5 separate regions of the Mus musculus genome follow, and all the other regions are linked to region 4. The links are chromatin contacts, called in public Hi-C and HiCAR-type maps. All regions are on one chromosome and are shown on one strand. The core of a region is the stretch at or near the end of the contact, and the rest is flanking DNA. Distances in the headings are between cores, read along the strand shown.

Region 1 (2,700 bases), core at 42-2,541, 1.7 Mb before region 4:
ACTTATACCACCAACAAAAAATAGACCTGAAGCTTTCTCTCTTTGTTAAGTTTACTAAGCATCAAGCAAAATATCTAGGAGAAGAATAAGCAAAAATCAATAAACTGAATCTAGGCTTTCATTTTACAAGTTCTCAAACTGTCAGCTGGACATTTTTAAACAGTCATGACAGAGTATGTGTCAATTCACTCCCAGGTTTGATACCATTATTTGTAAATTAAAAAAAAAATACATATTTTCATGGGTTGGAACTCTCCCAAAGTAGCTTTTGCAGTAAATCCATATGTCACCAAAATTAAAATAACTCAGTTCATTGTCTACCTGTTTTGTTGGTACAAATTTTATTTGCCTGAAATTTGTAGAAGCTACTATAAAGTTATCCAGGGCCGTACACAGAAATGAATGGGAGAGTTGTAGGAAGACCTGGATAGAGGCCCATAGAACACGCATTACTTGTGTCAACTATTTTCTTTCCTTGTACAACCTTCTGTGTGAAGGTTGTTTCTGGAAAGCAGATCCAACAAGCCATCATCCCCCCATTTCAAGTCTTTGAAAAGTTCCTTTCAGTTTTGGCAAGAATTTCAACCGCCTTACACTTCCGCTTACAAAGTTGCTTGTGCACGTTCTTCAACCACTGCTGCAGAGGTACAGCTTCATCCATGAGTGACCACCAGCACTCCAGGCACTTGCCTGCCAGTCTGACTTTCCACTAGACACCAGCCTATGTGTGTGCCCTCCCTCCTGCCATCTACAGAGAATGATTTGTCGTGACATCCTGCAGGACAAGTGACCAGTTCGAGTCCCGCACTAAGTCCGCACTCTTCCAAGGCTCTTGCCAGTCCCCAGGATGTCACTCAGACCTCTGCCACCGCCAGCCCCGGACTTGGCTGTCGCGTCAGTCCCTGTCTGCACTGACACAGCCAGGCGAGCGCTCTACAGGCTTCCAGCCTGCAGGCAAAGCGGGACTTCAGGAGAGGTCCCAGGTTTAGGGTGGGCACAGGGGCTGGCTCGCGGGGACCTCACCTTCCCGTTAGCCACAGCTTTGCACTTGAATTTGCGGTTGGCGTCCGCCCGCAGGCGCGCCAGCTGCTCCTCGCTAGCGAAGGTCCAGTGCCGTTTCTGGCTGCTGCTGTGATACATGCTGTAGCCCTCACGGGCCGCAGGGCCGCGACAAAAACAGCGACACTCCGAGAGACAGCGACCACGAGCGACGGCCAACGCGCGAACCCCCGCCCCCGCCCAGACCGCGGACGCGTGCGTGACGTCCCGGTCACGTGCCAGCGTCTGCTCTGGAGTTTCCGGAGCCGGTGGGAGGTGTTCCGCAACGAGGGAGGGCGGAGCCTCGGGGCTCCCAGGCTTTGGGGAGGAGTCTGAAGGGCGTGACCCAGGAGGGTCAGAAAGTGGGCGTGGCCGCAGGGATCCAGGTTCCAGAGGACGCCTGGGCACAAAGAACCATAAGCCTTCATTTCTTTATTTTTTATTTTTATTTTATGCCCATTGGTGTTTTGCCTGAATGTATATCTGTGTGACAGCTTCAGATCCCTTGGAATGGGAGTTTCAGACAGTTATGAACTGCCCTGTGGGTGCTGGGAATTGAACCCAGTTCATATGGATGACACAGTCAGTGCTCTTAACCACACATACACACACACACACACATATATATGTATGTATGTATATATATGGATGGTGACGTGGTTATAGGTAAAAGTGGGAGGTGAGCACAATGGATTCTGGGAATATGGTGGCTATTGTCTTGGCAACAGGTCTGTGGGTCTCGCCTACATGATGTCACGAGTTTCAGAGGTCCTGATACCAACAGGGAGAGCACAAAGCAATCCCCCCACTGCCATAATTTGTGCAGTAGAGTTTCCTCTCATTTTTCCTGCCTTTCTCAGCTCCTTATTGTCTCATTATATACTAGAAATCCATATTTAGTTCATGGTGGTTTCAAATTTATGATCCTCCTGCCTAAGCCTCTCAAATTCTGGAAACACAGCCATGCATCAATGCCCTCTTTACATAATCTTTAGGCCACATTTTGCTGCATCTAATTGGAGATTATTCAAACAAAATGCATTCTAGTCTTCCTAGAAAAGGAACAAGTAAATTAACAGCTCAATGACAAAGATACTACTGTTTCATTGGACACCACCAAGACATAAATTATTAACTGGAAATTTTTCAGTGCTTTTTAAAAAAATAAACACAAATGTCTTTGTACAGCAGTTCTTAAACTGTGCTATGTACTATTTGTAGACAGACTAAGTTTTTTGAGCACCAATATAACTTGTAATCCAAGAGTTGTAATCAAAGATCTGGCTTTACAGAGCATTTATTGCCTCTTGGTCTTCAAAGAAAGGTTTTATGTACTTCACTAAAGTTACCTGCAAGACCGTCCTCTGCCACATATGAGGCCAGCACCGTGGGTCAATCAATGTGTACTCTTTAGTTGGTGGTCCAGTCCCCAGGAGCTCCAGGAGGTCTGGCCTGTTGACACTTGCTCCCTCCATGGGGCTGCAACCCCCCATCAGCTCCTTCAGTCCTTTCTCCAACTCCTCCACAGGGGACCCCTGAGCTAAGTCCAGTGGTTGGCTGCAAGCATCTGCCTCTGGAAGAGCATCTCAGGAGACAGCCATATCAGGCTTTCATCAGCAAGCACTTCCCAGCACTCACAATAGGGGCTGGGTTTGCTGGCTG
Region 2 (2,700 bases), core at 172-2,671, 1.2 Mb before region 4:
GAGACTACAACTATGGCAAATGCATCAGAAAATGTTACATTTATGCTTTTAATTTCTGTCTATGATGGAATCATTGACATTGAATATTCCAGTGTATGTACGCCCACGTTTGCAAGACAAAAGTGAGGAAAAATAAGCAACAAAATTATTTTCTGCTGCAATATTACTTGAAATATTTGCAAGTACTTTGTTAGTTTATTAAATTCTTTTAAATAAATATCTGTTTTAATTTAAAGCCTGGACCAGCATTTGAGCACCACTCCACTTTGTATTTCTTACTGATCTCTAACCACTATAAAATCTGTATTGTTCTTATGTCATGAAGCCTTCGAAATATACTGTTTTATGAAAAAGAAAGAGAGAGATAGAGAGAGAGAGAGAGAGAAAGAAAGAAAGAAAGAAAGAAAGAAAGAAAGAAAGAAAGAAAGAAAGAAAGAAAGAGAGAAAGAAAGAAAAGGCTGAGGCTTTCCCGGATAAAAACACTAGTTGCTGACTGAAATCAAAGATTTATTTTACACAATTAGAAATCAGCTTTTTGTGTCCTTAAAAGGCAAATCCTTAGAAACAATAAAACTAATATAAAAATGTATGAATCAATGAGAAATAAAAGAATTCCTAAGCTTTAGAAATAAATCTCAACTAGAAAAGGAAACCAATTGTGCTACAGTATTTGAAAATGATTTATTAGGCAAAGTATAAAGAGCACACCTGGACATAGATGCATATAATGACATTTTAAAACTATTTTGCAAAATGGGAAAAATACTTTAGCTTTCAAAAAATTCAAAGTTCAATACTCTGAGGACTGCTTATAGGGCGGCCGACATCAGAAGAGAAGTCGAGAACATTTTAGGTACTGTGCCTTTCCAAGAAGGAGGAATGTAGTTATTACCGAGGAATTCAGTTATGTACCGTCTTGCTTCTTGACATTTTATATGAGTGGTGGGGAGATGGTTTATTTAAAAGAAAAGTCTCAAAATACCCAAACCAAGGTATGAAAGCAAGTGACGTTTTAATTCTTTCAGAAACTAATGATTAAAACATGCATCTGTGTTTCTTTTCTAAGTGTAATCTAACGGAAAGTAGACTGAAAACAAAAGGAAACTTGAAAAAGAATTGAGGAAAGAAAAAAGGAGGAAAAGAGAGGACCAGAAGAAACAAATTCCACTCAAATTAAAACGGTATCAAAAATTTAGCCAGGTTATTGAAGCTGATGAGATTTTTTTTGTGTCCTAAATTATTTATATGTTTTTTCAACCTCGTGTTTCTTTACTTTTCTTTCTTTTTTGGGTGGTGATGGTGGTGATGGTGGTGATGGTGGTGATGGTTGTGATGGTGGTGATGGTGGTGGTGGAGGTGGTGAGGATGGCTACTCCTCTTTACCAGTTGCTTGAGATCCCCGGGTCTCGGGGAGACTTCTCAGATGACCACTAGATGGCATGAAAGCACTGTATTGGACCTGCTCAGCCGTCCTGCACTGCGCGACATTGGGGGTTTATTCTTTTCAAGCTGGGAGCTCAGTGTTAATCATGTAAGATGCCTTTTCTTTGAGAAAGATCTTTTTGTGTCGCATGACACTTTCCAGGACACAAAGGGAGTATTCTGTCCTCCTTCCACACACACTTAGAAAATGTCGGATTAAATTTGGAATAATAAAAATCATGTCAGTGTTTGCTGGGGTTTCCTGAGAACTTTACTCTCTTCCCTTTGGGGGATAGTGTGCTATTTGTTATGCGGTCTACCTTAATAGGTGGACAGAGCAGTCCCTTCACCACTGTGCCTGCAACAACTGCAGACAAAGTTTGCACATTTGCAGTCATATTTCTTTTTCTTGATTTTTTTTTTTTTTCATCAAAATTTCTCTTGGTTTTTCTTCACTTATGCTGTTAGGGTCTGTCATTAAGGACTAATATGAAATGCTGGATTTCAAACAGCCGTGGCAAAGGAGACAATCCCCTTTAACACTTTCTACCAGCCAGGCAACGCATGTCTTTGTTCTTGCTTCGCAAATACGTTTAAAGTTTTTGCCTGGTCACTGGGCCGCTTTCGTCTTTCCCTCCACACTTGCAGTTGTAGTTTTATATGTGGAACATTTCCTGTTTCCCAAGATACATATCAAATATCTCTCCCTGTTCGTCCACAACAGGAACAATTACCATATCCCTTCAGATGTTATCACTATCTGCCTTCACAAAATGTCCATTGTAGACGATGTTTTGATCTTTGGATAAGTGCCTTAATTTAAAATAATGGCAAAAGGGTAAATTAGGCCTCCATGCTCAACAGCGCATGAATGACAAATCTGTTGTGGTTGGGGTATATTTTTGATATTCCTTTAAACGTCTCATAGCAGATTTACATGGGATCAAAAATGATACTGCGCATTGACAAACTGAAGTGCATAATTTATTTCATGTACTACTGATACTACTATATAACCTACACATTTAATTTTACTTCTAATGGCTTTACAATTTTGATAGATATGAAATCATGTCAGTTTAAAATCTCACAGATCTGAAGTTTGGGGGGGCTGTTTTCAGTATCCACCTTTGTAAAGCTTTTTATCCCGTGTATAGTATCTGAGAATAAGATAATTTGTTGGACATATTTTCTTAGCTTTGATTTTTATAAATTTATCAAAACTACAGATTCTAAGAAGACATCTATATAAAATATTTAGTAAAACAAAGATCCAAT
Region 3 (2,700 bases), core at 143-2,642, 1.5 Mb after region 4:
ATGTTTGAAAAAACTGTTCTAAAAGTAAATGGAGTATATAATTTTAGGGTTGCTTCTTATTTGCCAATAGTCACTTTACTGATTTGTGGTAGGGGAGCTTATTAATGAAAGCCATAACCTTATTCCTAAATAAGTAATTCTCAATTCAAGATCAAATGACAATTTCCATACAACAGCATCTCTGTAGAAACTAGAATGTTAACTTTATATTCAATTTATTTAGTGGTGTGAGAAATTAGAAAGGAAACTGGACATGCATTTAATCCCACAACCTGGGAGGCAGCAATAGGCAAATATCATCTCTGTGAGTTCAAATCCAGCTTGATCTATAGAGCAAATTCCAGAATAGCCAGAGCTGCGTAGTGAGACTCTGTCTCAAAAGAAAACAGAAAGAAAAGTAAAAGGAAAGTAAAAGGAAAGTAAAGGAATGGAGAGGAGGGGAGGGGAGGAGAGGGGAGGGGAGGGAGGAGAGGAGAGGAGAGGAGAGGAGAGGAGAGGAGAGGAGAGGAGAGGAGAGGAGAGAAGAGAAGAGGAAGAAAGAGAAAAGGAAAAAGAAAAAGAAAAATGTTAAGAAGGAGGGCAGCAAGAAGTGGCCTAGATTTCGAAGGACTGATTGGAAGAAATTCCTTTCTGAAGATGATACCCAGAAATGTCTCAGTGGGCAAGGAGCTAAGTAGCAACAGATAAAATTAGGTTCTCTGCAATAAGCATCACAGATGGTGTCAAGGTTGGTGGGACTCTTATCAGGTTGAAGTTTGCTTTCTTCAAACTATTCTCTTATAATACTTTCAATCCTCCAAAGTTTTATAAAGTACAGCCTCATGTTTGCTGAGTTTAGGAAGTTGCGGGTTCTGTAGTCAGAAATTTCACCAGAGACCATGTAGATAAAAGTGAGACGGCCAAGGGATTCAAGAAGAGGGGTCAGAACTCTATGGACACAAAGTTAGTTAAGCAGAGGGAAAGGGGACTGAAAGAAGCATCTAGAAGACCTCATAGTCAGAGGAAGGTCGTGCAAGACAGTGGGGAAGTTTCTAAACCCATCCTCTCAGAGTATGAGTGGGTCACTCTCAGGAAGGAGCAAGCCTTCCTTGGTATCCTGACACCCTCTCTGCCCTATAGCAAGCAGAAGGACAGATTTCAGAACACAGTAGCTCACAATTTGCTCTATTCCAGTCCCGTTTTACATTTAAAGGTCTGCCATGTATGTTCGTTTACCCCCTCCTAATAGGTTTGTGTGAAGCTATTTAATTGACAAGAGACACGTTTGCTAGACTCAGGCTCATCCCTAAGATCTCTTCACATGGCCTCCTTTTTTTGTCAGTCACACTTGAACCTCTCCTGACTGGTTAACATCTCAATGAAACAGCTGCCAACTGAGAATAGGAATACAGAGAAAGATGACCTCAACAACAGAAGAAAACAGGCAGCTTCAGACACTGACCAAATCAAGAAGCACTTCACCCGGGTGATAGCTTCCCCTGGCACTGTTCCAAGCTTCACTGCCGAGAACTCTGCCTCGGGGTACTTTGGCCTGTCGCCAGCCTCTGTCATGTAATGACTGCCAGTCCTTTTCCAGACTTAGAACTACTTTGTTAGAGAGCCATCATTACCCACCAAAGAATGTCTAAGGGAAAATTGAGTTGAATAAATTATTAGCAATTTTATAATAAACTTCAAGTCATCTTCCATACATTTTCTTCAAACTGCCAGACTAATTTATATATTAAACATTTAGATACTATCATCCTTCCTTGTCAACTCTCCCTGGTGGAAGATTCTTAAAAGTGGACCATTAGATTCCAGGAGAGTTTAAGCTATGAAATAGCCAGAGGCAGACTAAGCAAGAAACCTTCTCAGATGCTTGACAGCTTTATGGCTTTATGGTCTCAGAAGAAGACCTGATACTTTCAGAAACTTTCCCCACAAAAGAAAGGGATGTCAGCTGGGGAACCAACTGTGGGGGTAGTTTTACTGGTTGGGCAACAGTCCTCTAAAATACAGAAGATATTTTCAAACCCCAGATAGTAGGGCTGGACCTTATTGCTTTAGTTAATTTGCAAGTAGCGGTCACTGAGAAACTACTTGTGTGCATTTGCTCGCATTGCAAAAGCAGCACGTGGGAGGACAACTGAGCCTCAAAATACCATTGGGAGAATTGTGGTTTGGATCATAGACAGAGTTTCAAACATGACCAGCAGCTATTTTTTTTTAGTAATAATGTAGAGTAAAATTCATTTCTCCCTCCATGCCAGCTTCAAACAGAATAAGTAGAGTAACTTCAAACAAAGTTAGTATGAACTTTTCTTAAAACACCAGGGACATGAGATATGCCCCCTCAGAGTTTTCTTCACTCAAGCACATATGGCTTTTGGCCACTCTGATAGTAACATTACTGTACACATTGTTTTCATCTTCCTTATGTAGAATAGTAGAACCCAAAAATACCACTGATCTCACAAACTGTGTGCATGCAAACACACAAGTGCAGCAACACACACAAGCACTCAGCTTGTCAACAACTTCAGCAAAGCAAAATACAAATGATAATTAGAAACATGTGTCCCAGCAAAGAGGCACAGAAACGAAAAGGTCATCTCTTTCCAAATGACCTAATTAGAAGAGCCTGGAGTGCTGGCTACAGTATAATGGCTTTACACAGCTTTTAACTCAGATTTCCTGTTTTAAAACAGTGCAATTTAC
Region 4 (2,700 bases), core at 28-2,527:
AAAAGGTTCATAACCATAGCATCTAGAACAGTACAAAATGGCTCAGACATAACAATTTCCTTAAGAATTGGTAGCCTTGCTCTGGAAAGGAAGTCACATTAGCATTGCACTCAAACACTTGCATAATACACAATAATACAATAAGCAATGTGCTCCGTCTCTATAGACTTCCTTTACGGCCAACTTTGTCACTTAGTTTAGTAACTTTCATCCAAAGTCCAAACAGAAGGCAGGCTAAGTGACTTAGTTTTGTTTGTTTTTAAATAGCTTAATATTTCCCTTGATCTAAACAACAGTGCACATGCTGAAATGCAAACATGAACTGTGCAATGCACAGACTACCATGGCCAGGGCAACTGCTTCTGGTCCCCACCAATTAAACTCTTTCAAGCCTGCACTTTGATGAGGGAAGAGGATGCACAAAAGGTGGCCTCTGGCAGACAGCCCTGCTTTAGCTTAAAGTCATCCCAAGGACTAGTGGCTCAGAATCCAAACCCAGGGAAAACCAGTCTTTGGGGTAACTCATAGGAACATCTTTCCACAGTGAACTAAGAGCTAAATTTTAAGACAGCGACTTCAAGGTCACAGAACAGTCTGTGAAATCCTAAAATACACTAGTATCCACGTTCTCCACCCTATCAAACATGCTAATGACAGGAACTAACTTCTTGAAACTTTAAACAAACTGATGTGACAGGAAGAGTCAGATGTGAATTCAATAGCAGATGGCAAACGGATACTACTATCTAAAAAGTTACTTTCAGACACACACAAGGAAATCGTAGAGTCTAAAGAAAAGAATGCACAACAAGCCTTAACTTAAGCCTTCCAGAAAGGAGTTGGATAGATAGACCCAGTGCCTGGAAGAGATTGGTGCAGATTTCAGAGACAATACACAAGCTATTTCTATTCTTTTGGAAAAATGTCAGAGGTACTTACATGAAGGAAGACACGACCAAATTAGTCCTTGGAATATTTTCCTTTCTTAAAAGAGAGGAAGAGAAAGAAAAAAAATAACAATAATCTTTACTTTGTCCAGCCTTGAAGTGCTTCTCCACTTGATTCAAAGCTGCAGGCACGGCGACCCACACAGAACCTTCAAAGTCAATCCAATAGCAGCCCGAAGATGTCTGGGTGTACGCGTGTGCTCAAGTGTCTGTGACTGCGAGGCGAGCGAGCAGAGAGCTGGAGACGAAGTGTGCGTGTGTGCGCGCGCGAGAGGGGGGCAAGGGGGAGGCGCGCGCGGGCTTGCGCATTCGCGCGCGCACCGAAGCCGCTGGAAGAGGAGGAGGAGAAAGAGGAGGAGGAGAGAGAGGAGGAGGAGAAAGAGGAGGAGGAGGAAGGTGGAGGAAGCGAAGGAGGAGGTGGAAGAGGAGGAGAAAGTGGTTGTCTGTGGCCGGTGGGATTAAAAGTAACCAGACTCGTCCAGAAAACTGTGTCCAGGAAGGAAGTGACTGGAGACGAATGGGAAAAGGAGAGCAGCTCATAGCCTTAGATAGGTCGTGTAAAAGAGCGGGGGGTGGGGGGAATGTAAGGATACTGGGAGGGGACGCGGGGGCGGCAAGCAAGACGGAGCACACGGGGCTGGGGTTCTAAGCAGCACGTACGCTCCGGTGCTACCCCTGTCCCCCAATTCATTTTATTCTTGCCTTTGCCTGGCGCTGCCTTTTCCTTTCCGTTTCTCTATCCCAACCAGCCCAAACCGTTGCCTCTCCTCCCGAGCTGGGGAAATCATCAGTTTCACTCTTGCAAAAGGGGGGCGGGACTAGAACCTCGCAACATTTTAATAAAACAAACATACTGCAGCTCCCTCCTCACCCCTCCAGTCTCAACTAGATTGATAAATTACTCCACTACACTACTTTAATTATGTATATGGTATGCAGAATAAATCACTGAACATCAGTACCTCAATCAAGCACTTTTAAATGATAATTGCATCTTGGTGAATCAATCTTTCCATTCCTGACATTTTGCTAATTTTAGTTTTACGGTGGGGTAATGGCACATGCCATACGCAAACCTAATGACAATTCTTTATTGCATGAAAGGGAAGACAACACGGGGAGCGGCGGCTCCCTGCCTCTCTCCCCGCCGCTACAGAGGACGCTAGGCTCCTGCGCGCTCGCTCCCCCGGGGAGGCTGCAAGCCAGCTAGCAGGAAAGTCCTTCTGAAGTCGAGATCTTCCTTCTGACCAATAGGAGCGCGACCCTAAGAGCTGCTCTAGTGACTCCCCCCCCCCCCGCCCCCTTTAGATTCTCAGTAGCCACTTCATCCTTGCTCCGGTCCGCGCGCGCCTCCGTTACTCACGCGTAAAAGCCACGATCCAGGATGTCTGCAAGCCTCGATCCCAGCGTGCGCTTCCTGCCCGCCCAGAATGTATAAAGCTTTTGGCCTTGAGAGTCAGGAGGGCTAGGCTAGAAAGTGAGCCGAAAGGATCCTCCAATGTTAGTAATAAATTAATTACAAGTTTTTGAAATCTCGACTTTATCCCCGGGCCATTAACTTTCGAATCAATCTGGACAAATTTACTGAGAGGACAGCTTCCTCGGAGAATGCCCCCTCCTTCCCTCCACACCTTACTGGACTTTATCCAGGTCATTAGCAAGTAAACCAAAAACAACTTCCCAAATGCATTAGGCTCCCCTGACCGATAGATAGCGGGTGACTTCACTTATCCTGAAGAGTTTCAGCTGCACA
Region 5 (2,700 bases), core at 149-2,648, 1.9 Mb after region 4:
TGCTTCAGCTGCTCCCACAGGGGCTAAACTATTGCCAAAAACCACTCCAAATTTGACAGATCCAAGCTAAATGAGAGCCACGTTTCACATCTCAGTTTAAAGTAAGGAGCACACCTGTTTCTACAAGGACGCTTGCACTCCCTTATCTAGGTCTTTTCTAAAAACAAAATAAAAAGCCCACATCTTAGATGTAGAGGATGTCTGTCAGTTTTGTGGAACCAGTAGCAAGTTGCATACATACATACATGTACTACCTCAGGAAGTATCTGTTTCAGATCCTCAAAAGCATCCATCAAAAGCAGAAAAGATTAGATCTAAAGCAATGCATATGGGTGGTTACGTTGCCTTAGGTATGCTATCCCTCTAAAGCGCTCTCCCTCCCATTCTTAGTACAGCTCTCTGAAATTACTGACTAATACCCAGAAGCCATTTGAAACAATGTGTTCTTCTATCAGTCTTTCCCTCACCATGTCTTAATCAGGAATCAAAAGACTCCCGTCTTCGCGCATCTGTCTCTATTCCTCTAAAATGACAGGAAAGCAAAATAAACAATCTGGACACTACGGTCTGACTGTTCATCTGTAATCCAAGTGCCAAGCTGCACTTTGGCCCAGTAAGGTAATGACATGTCAATCTACTAAAGATTAGAAAGTACACGGAATCAAAGCCATCAGCCTCAATTCTCTTTACCTCTCTGAATTATCTATGGAATCTATGGCTTCAGAAAACTAGAACATGTTGCATACTGCACTGCTGACAAACGTCCTGAAAGTGATCATCAATGGGTATCGTGAGCATGTTTTCATCCACCCGGTCTAGACCGGAAAGCGACCTCTCAAATCCCTAGGTACTACATATTAATTGCTGCATATTAATATTTGGTCTTGACCTTCGGCAGGGAGCAAGAGAAGACTCACAGGGCACAAGCCAGTTCAGCACTTAGGACAGAATCACCCCGATCCTATTCTCCAGGGCCAATTTTAAACCTAAGCAACAACTGCAAACTTCCTCCCTCTTCCATTCCACTCGCTTTTATTTTTATTTTTCCCTTTCCTCCGGACGTCCCCCGCAAAGATTACATCTCTGATTTCTAAGTCGCCGCGTCAGACTGGGACGCTTCGGAGCAGATGCTAAGGGGACAGGCAGAATGGCCCGGAAAGGGCTGCCCAAAACCGGGAGGTAAGAGTCCTTCCCGAACCGGGGACAGCGCCCCACGGTGACCCCCCGATCGACGTCCTGCCCCGCCCCGCCCCACAGCCACCGTCACCTGTCCTCTAGCAGGGGCGCGGCGACACGGTTATGTCCTCCACCACAGCCGCGGCCCCGGAGACGTTCATGACCGACTCTAGGTTCTCCGGTGTCTGGGTCCGCTTCTGCCACCGTCGCCGCCGTCGCCGCCGTCCCCGCCTTCCGCACCGACAGCCGCCGCCACGTCCGCAAACCTGCGGTGCGTCATCGCGTAGAGTAGGCGGAGGTGCGAGGGCGCGGGCGGAGGCGGGGAACCCAGAACCCCGCGGCCAACCGCAGGCCCACGCCAGCACGCAGGCGCGCCGATGCGGCCGGGGCGGGGCCTGATTTCAGCCCCGCCTCTAGCCCCGCCCGTCCGGGGGCCGCCGGGCCGTGTTGGACTCCTGCAGTCTGTGAATCTAAACCCAACGGGTCCTCCTGGCTAAGAAACGTACTGAGCGGAGGGCATGCTTGAGGAAGAGCCAATGGAGAGCCGCTGTGCATTTCTTAATGCTCTGTATCTGGCACTTTCTTCTCGGTGGGGCAGAAGAAAGCAAAAACACTGGGCCGTGCTTTACCATATCGAACGAGCCCTAGAGCAGCAAACAAGACAGGCAGAGTGCCTTGGGTCTGTAGGTCAGCAGAGTGAGCCACCTAGCCAAGCTAAGCTCACAGTGCCCTGGAGCTGCACTTTGATGGGACAAAGTTGTCAACAACTTGTAACTAACCTACTTGGATTTGAAAATTAACAGGACGCCATTGGTGTTGCACTATCTATGGCAGTGAAATAAATACCTCTCTTCTGACTTTTTTTTTTTTTTTTTTTTTTTTTTTTAGAAATTTGCCGAAGTGGTAAATACAGTGTTTGTATTTATGCGAATGATGTATGACATTTTAAAGGTGCACCTGGTGTTTTGTGCTGACGACCGACAATGCACTTGACTAAATGCTTACCCATTTAGGTCAACATTGCCTAAAGACGTACCACACTTTTCTTTACAGTCCGAATACTTAGTAATTATAAAGCCTTTGGAACGCTGTTCCAATTTCCAAAGGGTTTTTTGTTTGATTGTTTGTTTGTTTGTTTGTTTGTTCTGTTGGTTCCTTGGTCGGTTGGTTTTCTGAGAAGTGCCTCTGCAAGGACTGGGATTTTACTTACATTGCAATAAGCGCCTTTTACTTGAAAGGACAAGGCACTGTGCTGAACAATGCTACAAAGAACTCCAGGCAAAGACAACCGGGGAAAAAAAAGTTTGCCCAAGTTATTCTTTGAGCTCTTGCCCCTGTGACACCGCTGTCTGTAACCATTTATCACGGAGACATTTTCTCATCAGGAGACAAAGGATATATTCCGTTCTTGATGTGTAGGGCCTCGGCTGTTCAGGCCTCATGAATGTTAATGGAATGCAACCGTCTTTTTGCAAGTAGGTTACTTTTCTTATTTTAATGTCAATAGGCCATGGAATCCTTGGG

The links. A called contact is a pair of places that touch in the nucleus more often than the background predicts. HiCAR-type assays count read pairs that join an accessible place to other places.
Region 1: a HiCAR-type map of astrocytes shows a contact between it and region 4, with 4 times the contacts expected there. The contact joins the promoter of Ccnh here to the promoter of Mef2c in region 4. A contact is called at or near these places in 1 of 39 promoter capture datasets (hippocampal neurons) and 1 of 115 datasets of contacts at active chromatin or transcription factors (astrocytes).
Region 2: a Hi-C map of cerebral cortex shows a contact between it and region 4, with 9 times the contacts expected there. The contact joins the enhancer-like site here to the promoter of Mef2c in region 4. A contact is called at or near these places in 1 of 39 promoter capture datasets (hippocampal neurons), 12 of 484 Hi-C or Micro-C datasets (brain, cerebellar granule neurons, cerebellum and 5 more) and 6 of 115 datasets of contacts at active chromatin or transcription factors (PVALB interneurons, SST interneurons, astrocytes and 3 more).
Region 3: a contact with region 4 is called in a Hi-C map of adipose-derived mesenchymal stem cells, with 5 times the contacts expected there. The contact joins the enhancer-like site here to the promoter of Mef2c in region 4. A contact is called at or near these places in 3 of 484 Hi-C or Micro-C datasets (adipose-derived mesenchymal stem cells, myocytes and neural progenitor cells) and 4 of 115 datasets of contacts at active chromatin or transcription factors (astrocytes, cardiomyocytes, embryonic forebrain and 1 more).
Region 5: a contact with region 4 is called in a HiCAR-type map of astrocytes, with 4 times the contacts expected there. The contact joins the promoter of Lysmd3 here to the promoter of Mef2c in region 4. A contact is called at or near these places in 3 of 39 promoter capture datasets (cranial neural crest, hippocampal neurons and pre-B cells), 1 of 484 Hi-C or Micro-C datasets (B cells), 3 of 115 datasets of contacts at active chromatin or transcription factors (astrocytes, microglia and stem cell-derived neural progenitor cells) and 1 of 9 other capture datasets (adipose tissue).

What each region holds. Positions count from the first base shown.
Region 1 is chr13:85,187,976-85,190,675 of GRCm38.p6, reverse strand. Ccnh (cyclin H) reads right to left here and starts at 1,291. Exons shown (of 9, transcript NM_023243.6): 1 at 1,024-1,291. The coding sequence starts at 1,140.
Region 2 is chr13:84,757,467-84,760,166 of GRCm38.p6, reverse strand. The region is part of intron 2 of Gm34196 (a long non-coding RNA gene); the gene reads left to right. Among named protein-coding and RNA genes, the nearest start is that of Gm34246, 83 kb to the right of the region's middle. Within about 2 kb of position 1,421, at least 36 of the 459 cell types and tissues checked have an H3K27ac peak or open chromatin away from gene starts, as enhancers often do. A contact at or near this core is called in PVALB interneurons, SST interneurons, brain and 8 more, where this site is marked.
Region 3 is chr13:82,058,448-82,061,147 of GRCm38.p6, reverse strand. No RefSeq gene overlaps it. Among named protein-coding and RNA genes, the nearest start is that of Gm24295, 9.0 kb to the right of the region's middle. Within about 2 kb of position 1,392, at least 39 of the 459 cell types and tissues checked have an H3K27ac peak or open chromatin away from gene starts, as enhancers often do. A contact at or near this core is called in adipose-derived mesenchymal stem cells and neural progenitor cells, where this site is marked.
Region 4 is chr13:83,523,320-83,526,019 of GRCm38.p6, reverse strand. It overlaps Mef2c (myocyte enhancer factor 2C), which reads right to left and starts at 1,277. Exons shown (of 11, transcript NM_001347575.1): 1 at 940-1,277.
Region 5 is chr13:81,656,504-81,659,203 of GRCm38.p6, reverse strand. Lysmd3 (LysM, putative peptidoglycan-binding, domain containing 3) reads right to left here and starts at 1,398. Exons shown (of 3, transcript NM_030257.1): 1 at 1,268-1,398.